Linked DNA regions of Oryctolagus cuniculus: region 1 is linked to region 2. Evidence: chromatin contacts called from public Micro-C data. All regions are on one chromosome and are shown on one strand. Each heading gives the region's core, a stretch centred on a gene start, on an enhancer-like site or on the middle of the called end of the contact. The rest is flanking DNA. Distances are from core to core; before and after follow the strand shown. Region 1 holds the start of FAM91A1 (family with sequence similarity 91 member A1). Region 2 holds the start of ZHX1 (zinc fingers and homeoboxes 1).

Region 1 (4,090 bases), core at 556-3,055, 470 kb before region 2:
ATGGCCAGTCTTAGGATATCCTAAGTTAAATGACATTAAAGTCAATTACTCATGTTGGGCATACTCTAATCTCTCCTCTTTCTTCCATTATGCTGTGTTCATTTTTATTTAAAATAGAATATGGAAAAAGTAAAATACAAGGATTGCTGGCTCTTCCAGTAGTCTTCAAATATGCAACAAAACCTTAAACAACAAGGGTCCACCAAAGCCCTCCTGCAAGCTGAAAGAAAAGCTTACACATTCGTCCATTTCAAAATAAACACCTCATGGGCAGCCACTGACAACCCAAGAACCACAAGCTCCTTAAATGTATCTTTCCATTCCTTGGCTTTAGGTTATCTTAGAAAGCAGTTTTCGATGCCAAATGATACTTCACCAAATTCTTACATTATTTCCTTACTAGAGTTAAGTTCCCAACGTGGGAAGGAGGAGGGAAAGTTTGTGGGGAAAGTGAACTATAATAATCCTTATGTCCTCACCACCCAAATTCAACTACTCGGCACCAGTAAGACCACAAATTTCATTCTCTCCCTGGTAAAGTAGGAAAAACTGAGAAACCATAGTTACACAGGATTGAACATCACCTGTCATGGTATGTATTTCCTCATCTATTGTCCACTGTCTCTCGTGGCTAAAACCCAAGCTCCAAGAACGCAGAGTCTCTGTCTTGTTGATTCTTTATTAGTGCAATTTACCTGACCAGAACCAAGGCAAAGCACCCAGCAGATCCTCAAAGCTACATCCGTTAAACAACTGAGTGTAACCGACGATCGGCATCTTAAACGTGAACTCTCGAAAACTTCACGCCACTCTCTTGTCGACGAGAACCAACCCTCTGGTCTAGAGGATAAAATCCGACCTAAGCACAGCCCCTTCCGAATCTGGCCCTATCTCTCCAGCTCAGCTGCTACCACCCCCACGCCATGGCCAAACTTCAACTCCAATCACAACCCAGGAGCAAGGCAGTCGCTCGCTCCTCTCCACCCTATTCCCTCTCCCTCTTCTAACTCGTGGGTCCTCCAAGGCCCCATCCACAGGCCGCCCGCACGCATCCTCCCGATTCTCCCTGGACACTCCGATGCCCCGCCGTGCCCCACGGACGCCACAGCGGAGGTGCGCAGGAGCCGCGCATCTCCCTGTTTCGCAGCCCTCTCCCACCATCCTCGAGTCCTGGAGGTCAAGGGCTGTGGCCGAACCGAGGCTGCGGGCAAAGGCGCCGAGCGAGCGCTGCGGACACCAATTCCTTTCCCTTTCGCAACCGCGCCATTCGGCCCCCGTGACTCCACAGCAGCCCCCACACCCTCGCCCCCGGGCCGCAGGTCGGTTTCCCCGCGACCCGGAGATGGACAGGGCGGGGGTCAGCCCCGAGGAGCGCGCCCCCTCCCACTCCACCCTGGGGCCCGCGGGCGAGGCCAGCAGGTGACGGCGGGGCGGGGCCGAGCCGGCCGGGGACCCAGCCTCAGGTTCCGGCCGTACCTGCCTCACGTTGGCCGGCAATTTGCTCCAGGGGTAGTTGTGGCGAATGTGGAACTCCACGTCTATGTTCATGATGCCAGCAGCCGCGGCCGCGACCGCAGCTGTAACGACGCCTCCCGCCTGCCCGCCCTCTGCGTGTCAGGGGAGGCCGCGGGAGGCCCCGCGCCTCACACCGCGGAAGGCTCGGACCGCCCCATGGCCAGGGCTCCCGACAGCTCAGCGCGGCCCTGACCACAGGTCAAACGAGCGGCGGCAAGATGTGGCTCGGGAGCCTGGCTGGCTCCGAGTTTCTTCCTAGTTTCGGCCGGCCGGAAGTGGCTTCTGGGCCTGCGTCACTTCCTGCCGCGGGTGCGCGGCCGGAGAGGCGGGGCGCCGGACTGGCCTCCCGTGCCGCCCACTACCCTCTGGTGGGCGGGGCTTCTGGTGGTAACCGCCCCCTCTCCGAGGACGTAGTCCGCCTACAGGGTCTGGATGAGTTAAGGTGGTCGCTGGGCTCTACCCCGCGGTTGTAGGGTGACCCGGTTTCCCATGTGGCCCAAGACCAGGGGGTTTAAAGCACTGGGGTCGGCTGCCTCAGAGAAGCCACTTGGAAAGGCGCCGTAGTTGGATTCCCATAGTGGAAGAGCCGGGAGCCCACCAGGGCTCTCTGCAGGTCAGCACTGAACTTAAGGCGGGGGGCAGTGGTGGAGCAGAGCTATGATGAGCCTTCCTCATTGCCCAGTGGGTGCTTTTACCTTGTGGAAGAGGGAGGTTGAGGGCTACCTCGAGGATCCCAACTTCTTAACCTGTAGGGATTCAGGGAGCTGACATTTTAAACAGCTTGTGCTGCTGAACCGAGGTGGCCCAAGGGGTCTCTAGGGAAGAGAGACAGCGCCTTGGCAACCTTGGACATGCACCCTCTCCTGGGTTCTGCTTGCTCCTGCTCCACACCACGCCTCCAGGGTCGCTCTTACAGGCCGGAATCCAGGGTGTCCTAATGTCGGCGCCAGTGAGAGAGTCTTTGGGGACAATTTCTCCCCGAATTTGTCACACTGCCTAAGCAAGCCCATGACTGTTATTACTGGCAGCAACCAGAGACACAGTGTGTTTGCAACTATTTTTCAGTCTTAAAGAATGGTTTTAAAGAATGTGGCCGCTGCGGCTCACTAGGCTAATCCTCCTCCTTGCGGCGCCGGCACACCGGGTTCTAGTCCCCTTCGGGGCACCGGATTCTGTCCCGGTTCCCCTCTTCCAGGCCAGCTCTCTGCTGTGGCCAGGGAGTGCAGTGGAGGATGGCCCAAGTCCTTGGGCCCTGCACCCCATGGGAGACCGGGAGAAGCACCTGGCTCTTGCCATCGGATCAGCGCAGTGCGCCGGCCGCAGCGGCCATTGGAGGGTAAACCAACGGCAAAGTAAGACCTTTCTCTCTGTCTCTCTCTCTCACTATCCACTCTGCCTGTCAAAAATTAAAAAAAGAATGTTTTATTGCTCACCGACAGCATTGTTAGAACTTTTTATAAGATGCCTTGTCAGCACCTCGTCAGCTGGCAAGCAGAAACCCCATTATAATGAGGAATTGAAGCAACCATGGTACACACTGCATGGGTATATTGGTCTCATGTCATCCAATGACAAATGCTTTGAGACCTGGAGCACGGGGTAGAATAGTTCAGTGAGTGAGAGTTTACTGTGCTATTCAATGGGGATGGTTAATGGTGAGGCATTTTCTTTTTAAAAAATTTTTAAAGATTTATTTATTTATTTGAAAGTCAGAGTTACACACAGAGAGAAGGGAAGTCAGAGAGGGAGAGAGAGAGGTCTTCCATCCATTGGTTCTCTCCCCAGTTGGTCACAATGGAGCTGGGCCCTATCAACTCTGTGTAAGTTTTGATGTGCTGATGTTATACTCAATATTTGTTGACAAAAACGATGAGTTTAGCAGATACCCTCTTGCTTAACTGCTAAAACTAGTTAAAGGTAAACATATTCCCTTTAAATCAATAAGGAACAGACTTTTGAAGATGTGATCATAGTGGCTACAAAAGATTCTAACTCAATATGCGGCTGAGAAAAATAGAAATTTGGAGGTGTAAACAGTAATGGGTCGAAGCTACATGATGGGAAGAATCCAAATAAGAAGCCCTTCAGAGCAGAGAGTGGAGTCAGAGTTGGTCTGTGAGCTATAGGGTGCTAATTAAAGTATGGATCTGCCTCATTTTCCCCCGAAGTGACAAATCTTTGAGTAGCTGGAAACAAAGCAGTTCAGGTAGTTTCTAGGTTAGCCCAATTCTCTCTTTGCTGGGGAGCTCAGGAATAGAAATCCTATCCAGATGCCAAAAAGTCAAAAATAATTGCATGTTAGGCTCCACATGTAGCACTCATTACATCATCCCATCTGCTGGTTCACTCCCCAGATGCCTGCAACAGGTAGGACTGGGCCAGGGCCAAAGACAGGAGCAGGGTGCACAGCCCAGATCTCCCATGTGGGTGGCAGGTACCCAATCACTTGAGCCATCACTGCTGCTTCCCAGGGTCTGCACTGACAGAAAGAGCCAGGGACAGGAGCTGGGAATGGAGCCCCAGTACCCTGGTATGGGGCACAGGCATGCTAACCAGCATCTTAACCACCAGGCTT
Region 2 (3,944 bases), core at 559-3,058:
CAGGGTTTTTGCTTGGCTACTAGGTTGCAATAAACTCCTGGAAAACAGGAATGTTGCCTAATTTAGCTTTACTTCTCCCACCGTATATGGCATGCACTGATGCTAAAATAAATAAATAAATAAATAAATAGCCTAGGGGCCGGGACTGTGGCATAGTGGGTAAAGTCACCCCCCTGCAGCGCTGGCATCCCTTATAGGCGCCCGTTCAAGTCCTGGCTGCTCCACTTCCGATCCAGCTCTCTGCTATGGCCTGGGAAAGAAGTAGAGGGTGGTCCAAGTCCTTGGGCCCCTGCACCCACGTGGGAGACCCAGAAGAAGCTCCTGGCTCCTGTCTTCGGATCGGTGCAGCTCCGGCTGTTGTGGCCAATTTGGGGGTGAACCAGCAGATGGAAGACCTCTCTCTCTGCCTCTCCTCTCTCTGTGTAACTTTGACTTTCAAATAAATAAATCTTAAAAAAGCCTAGTCGTTAAATCAATGAACAAAAGAATAAATTTCTCTATTTTAAACATTTTCATCCCTGAAAGTCCCAGAGGTTCTTTGTGGGCGCAGCACCGTCCCTAGGGGGCGCAGAGAAATGTCAGGGCGCACTTTTTCTTCAGCAGTTCTTTGATCGGTGCCTGGGTACTTACATGGCGAAAACCCTATCATTTTATATTTTTAATTGATATTAGAACAGGATCCTCATAAACGACTCTCTTCACCTTTATACTACTACTGCCTTACACTGGTTCCTTGAATTCGTGCGGGCAGTTTACTCTGAGTTTAATTCCTAGCGAGGTAAGGCTGTGCTGACACTCCGGGTGTGCGTCCAGGGCGCTGGGCTGAGGTCCCTCTGCTCCCACGATCGGTCAGCCTCGGCGCGCACTAGGTGTCCAAACCCACTCACAAAACGCTGGCGGACGCCGACGCCCACAGCCGGCCTTTCGCTTGGCGCCACGGCGAGTGCTAGGATTCATGCGGCTCCAGCGCCCGGCTGTCCAAGCACAAAGGGTCCCTGGCGGGGCTGGGGGCGGGGAATCCTCACCCCGGCGCCAAAGAGCGCGCTCCCACGCCCAGGCCCGCGAATCCGCGCGCAGCGGCCCCAGGGCCGGGCGCCTCTCCTGGCTCCGGCTCGCACGCTGCGCCCGAACGGTGCGAAGCGTGCGGGCAGGCGCTGGGACGCCGGCCGGTTTCCCGACAGCCCAGCCGGCCCCCGCCGCGGGGCTGGACCACAGCGAAGCGGTCTGGGTTTGCAGGGCAGGACTTGGACGGCCTCCGGGAGTGACGCGTGAGGGGACGGGGAGCAGAGGGCGGCTCCAAAGTGAGGTCGAACTGAACTTTTCGGTGGCCGCGGGACCGGAGGCAAGAAGAGGTGGGGCTGCAGTGACAGGGGCGAGACCACGGTGGACAAGGGGGTGGAACGCCTGGCCTCTCACAAGGGCGGAGCTGCCACTGACAGTGGGCGGGGCGTCCCGCAGGGGGCGGGGCTTGAGTAGGACGGCCGGCAGGAGATGGGGCTGATGATGACAAGGGGCGTCTCGGTGAGGAGACCATGCCTACCTCTCCGATTCCGGCGGCGACAGCCTTCTGGACTGGCCGGAGAGACGACGAGGCTTCTGCCGACAGCGGGCGGAGCTATCGCTGGGCAAGGGGCTGGGCAGTTACGGGACCCGGGGAGGCGGGGCTCCTCCTGACAGGAGGCGGGGCTTCAGTTGACAGGAGGAGGGGCGGCTCCCTGGCGCCTGCGGCGCGCCAATCCCCGGGTAGCTGTTGGGTCGAACCCCAGGGGAGCTGCAGGGTCCGGGTGTGGAGATCCCGGCGCGGCGCGGGGTGGGGGCGCGCGGAGGGCGCGCGCGCGGGAGGGCCCCGCCTCGGCCGGCTCTCTCCTCCCCCTCTGCCCCCCGGACGGCCGCGGGGGCGCGCGCCTCTCCTCGCACCCCTACCCCGGGTCCCCCTCGCTTGGCTGGGCAGCCACAGCCGCTGAGGCTGGTCTGCGGGGCCGGCCAAGTGGTTCCGGGTTTAGGGTTCACAGGTCAGAGTTGACTCCCTGAAAAGTGCAGCCGGTTTGAAATGCAAGATGGCGGCGGCGGGGCGCTGAGAGGCGCGGCGGCCCCTGCAGGTAGCGACTCGACGAGTGGGCCCGGACACCCCAGGCTGCGGGTGGGAAGCGGAGCGCGGAGCTCTCGGCCGGCCGGGAAGAAGCGAGCGGCGCGGGGTGGGCCGCAGGAGGGCGGCTCGAGGGCAGAGACCCCGGGGGCTGAGCCCGCTCGCTGCGGCGGGCGGCTGGGCGGACCCGGCGCGGGGCGTTCGTGGGGGAGGGACGGGGCCTGCCGCGCGACGGAGTCGCCTCCGCGGAGGTAGCCGCAGCCTGCTTCGCTCTCAGGGGTTCTGCACGGTGGAGGGAGCTGGGGGGCGGGCGTTCTATGAGGGAAAAAACCTCGGCCTCCCCCTCGACCCCCGCTTGAGCGAGCATTGGGCAACTTGGGGCTGTTGAGCGGAGTGAGGGCTTGGGTTTCCCTGAGGACGCCGCCGCGGGGGATGGAGGACCCCAGCAAGGTTGCGGGCCCTCGGGGGCGTGTGGCCGCCTCGTGGGGCTCGGCTTCTCGGAGACTGGGAAGCGATTTTCTAGCTGGGGCTGAGCGCACTGGCTTTGGGGTTGGCGCCCCGGAAACCCTTCCGGGGAAGGCTGCACCCCCAGTTCAGGGACGGCTGTGCCTCCACTTGGGATGAGACTGTATTAAGATGTTCAGGAAGGCCTGGGATTTGGGGCGGGCTGGGGGGAGTTGATTAAAGAGGATGGGAATGCTGTGTGGCCTTTTCAATAGGCAGAACGGGGGTGGGGCTGGAGGGGGGTGGCGGGGGTGGGAGACTGGCCTAGGAGATCCTCCAAGCTGTAGGGCCTGGAGGCAGCCAGTTCCTTGAGGGGAATGAAAGGTTGGGAGGGGGATGTGCGCGGAACGTGGGTTAATGGCAGGAAAGAAGAGCCCTGGGGGATGCCCTAGCCCTGTGTATTGGCACCAAAGTTCCAAGTAAAGGGACTTAAAATTCTTTGTTCCGGTACGCCACCCCCACCTCCGTGGGCAACAGTGAGGGAAGAGCGACCCCCACCCCCCACCCCAGGAGGCACAGATTTCGTTGGATGCCCTTAGCTTAGGATGGTGATCAGACCTCTTGGAAGGCGTCCGAGAGAGATTTAGAAGAGCAGAATGGGGATGGAGGAAAAAGGGGACGGGATCTGGCAGAGCAAGCAGTCCGCAGTCGTCTGCCGTCATGTCACCCCGATTCGTTTTAAAAAAGATGGGAAGAGCTAATCCGAGAAAGAAACATGTCAGGGGAAGGCTAGTCGAGACTTCATGATTGATTGGGTTGCGATTCCGTGAAACTTGAAAGAAAGAAGTAGCTCCCTTGGAGGTTAGTATGGTGGGGAAAAAGGAAAATCCCCAGATGGGGAAAGGTGCGGCGGCTCCTGGTTAGGGAGGAGGACGCAGGAGCCGTGGCTGCTGGGCTGGACGAGTGTGCCTGTGAGGGCAGCCCATGTGGAAGTGCGCCTTGAGATGTGTCCCCGTTGGTCTTTGTCTGAAAGCTTTGACTTGTATTACATGGTGCTCCGTGAATTACCTTTGTTTCTGGAAAGTCAGCCCGATTTCATGCTGGTGGTGAGGAGGAGCCGGAGTTGGGTTTAACAGGCACGCTGCCGCTGGTGCACTCCTAGGCTACTGTAATTTCTCAAGTACCGATTCCGACTCCTGATGTTAAGCAAAAGAAATCTGAGTGCTGCCGATGACAGTAGTGCGGTAAACAGGGTGAAAACGAGGAAGAGCTTTTGAGAATATTTTCTTCGGAGTTTTTCTCTGCTTCCGCTAAGCATTTGAGGACTGTGCAGCGTAATTTTAGACAAAGTAAAATGCACAGCGTTCGGTCCTTTCAATATAAAAATGGTGGCATTTTATTTCTCAATGAAGTT

What was found. Hi-C and Micro-C count contacts between places; a contact is called where the count stands out from the background.
Region 1: a contact with region 2 is called in a Micro-C map of ear pinna, with 4 times the contacts expected there. The contact joins the promoter of FAM91A1 here to the promoter of ZHX1 in region 2. A contact is called at or near these places in 2 of 6 Hi-C or Micro-C datasets (ear pinna and skin fibroblasts).

What each region holds. Positions count from the first base shown.
Region 1 is chr6:149,493,295-149,497,384 of mOryCun1.1, reverse strand. It overlaps FAM91A1 (family with sequence similarity 91 member A1), which reads right to left and starts at 1,805. Exons shown (of 24, transcript XM_008255884.4): 1 at 1,477-1,805. The coding sequence starts at 1,548.
Region 2 is chr6:149,025,401-149,029,344 of mOryCun1.1, reverse strand. ZHX1 (zinc fingers and homeoboxes 1) reads left to right here and starts at 1,808. Exons shown (of 4, transcript XM_070075461.1): 1 at 1,808-2,099. LOC138849977 (a long non-coding RNA gene) reads right to left here. Exons shown (of 2, transcript XR_011389324.1): 2 at 3,011-3,944. LOC138849978 (a long non-coding RNA gene) reads right to left here and starts at 1,660. Exons shown (of 2, transcript XR_011389325.1): 1 at 1,541-1,660.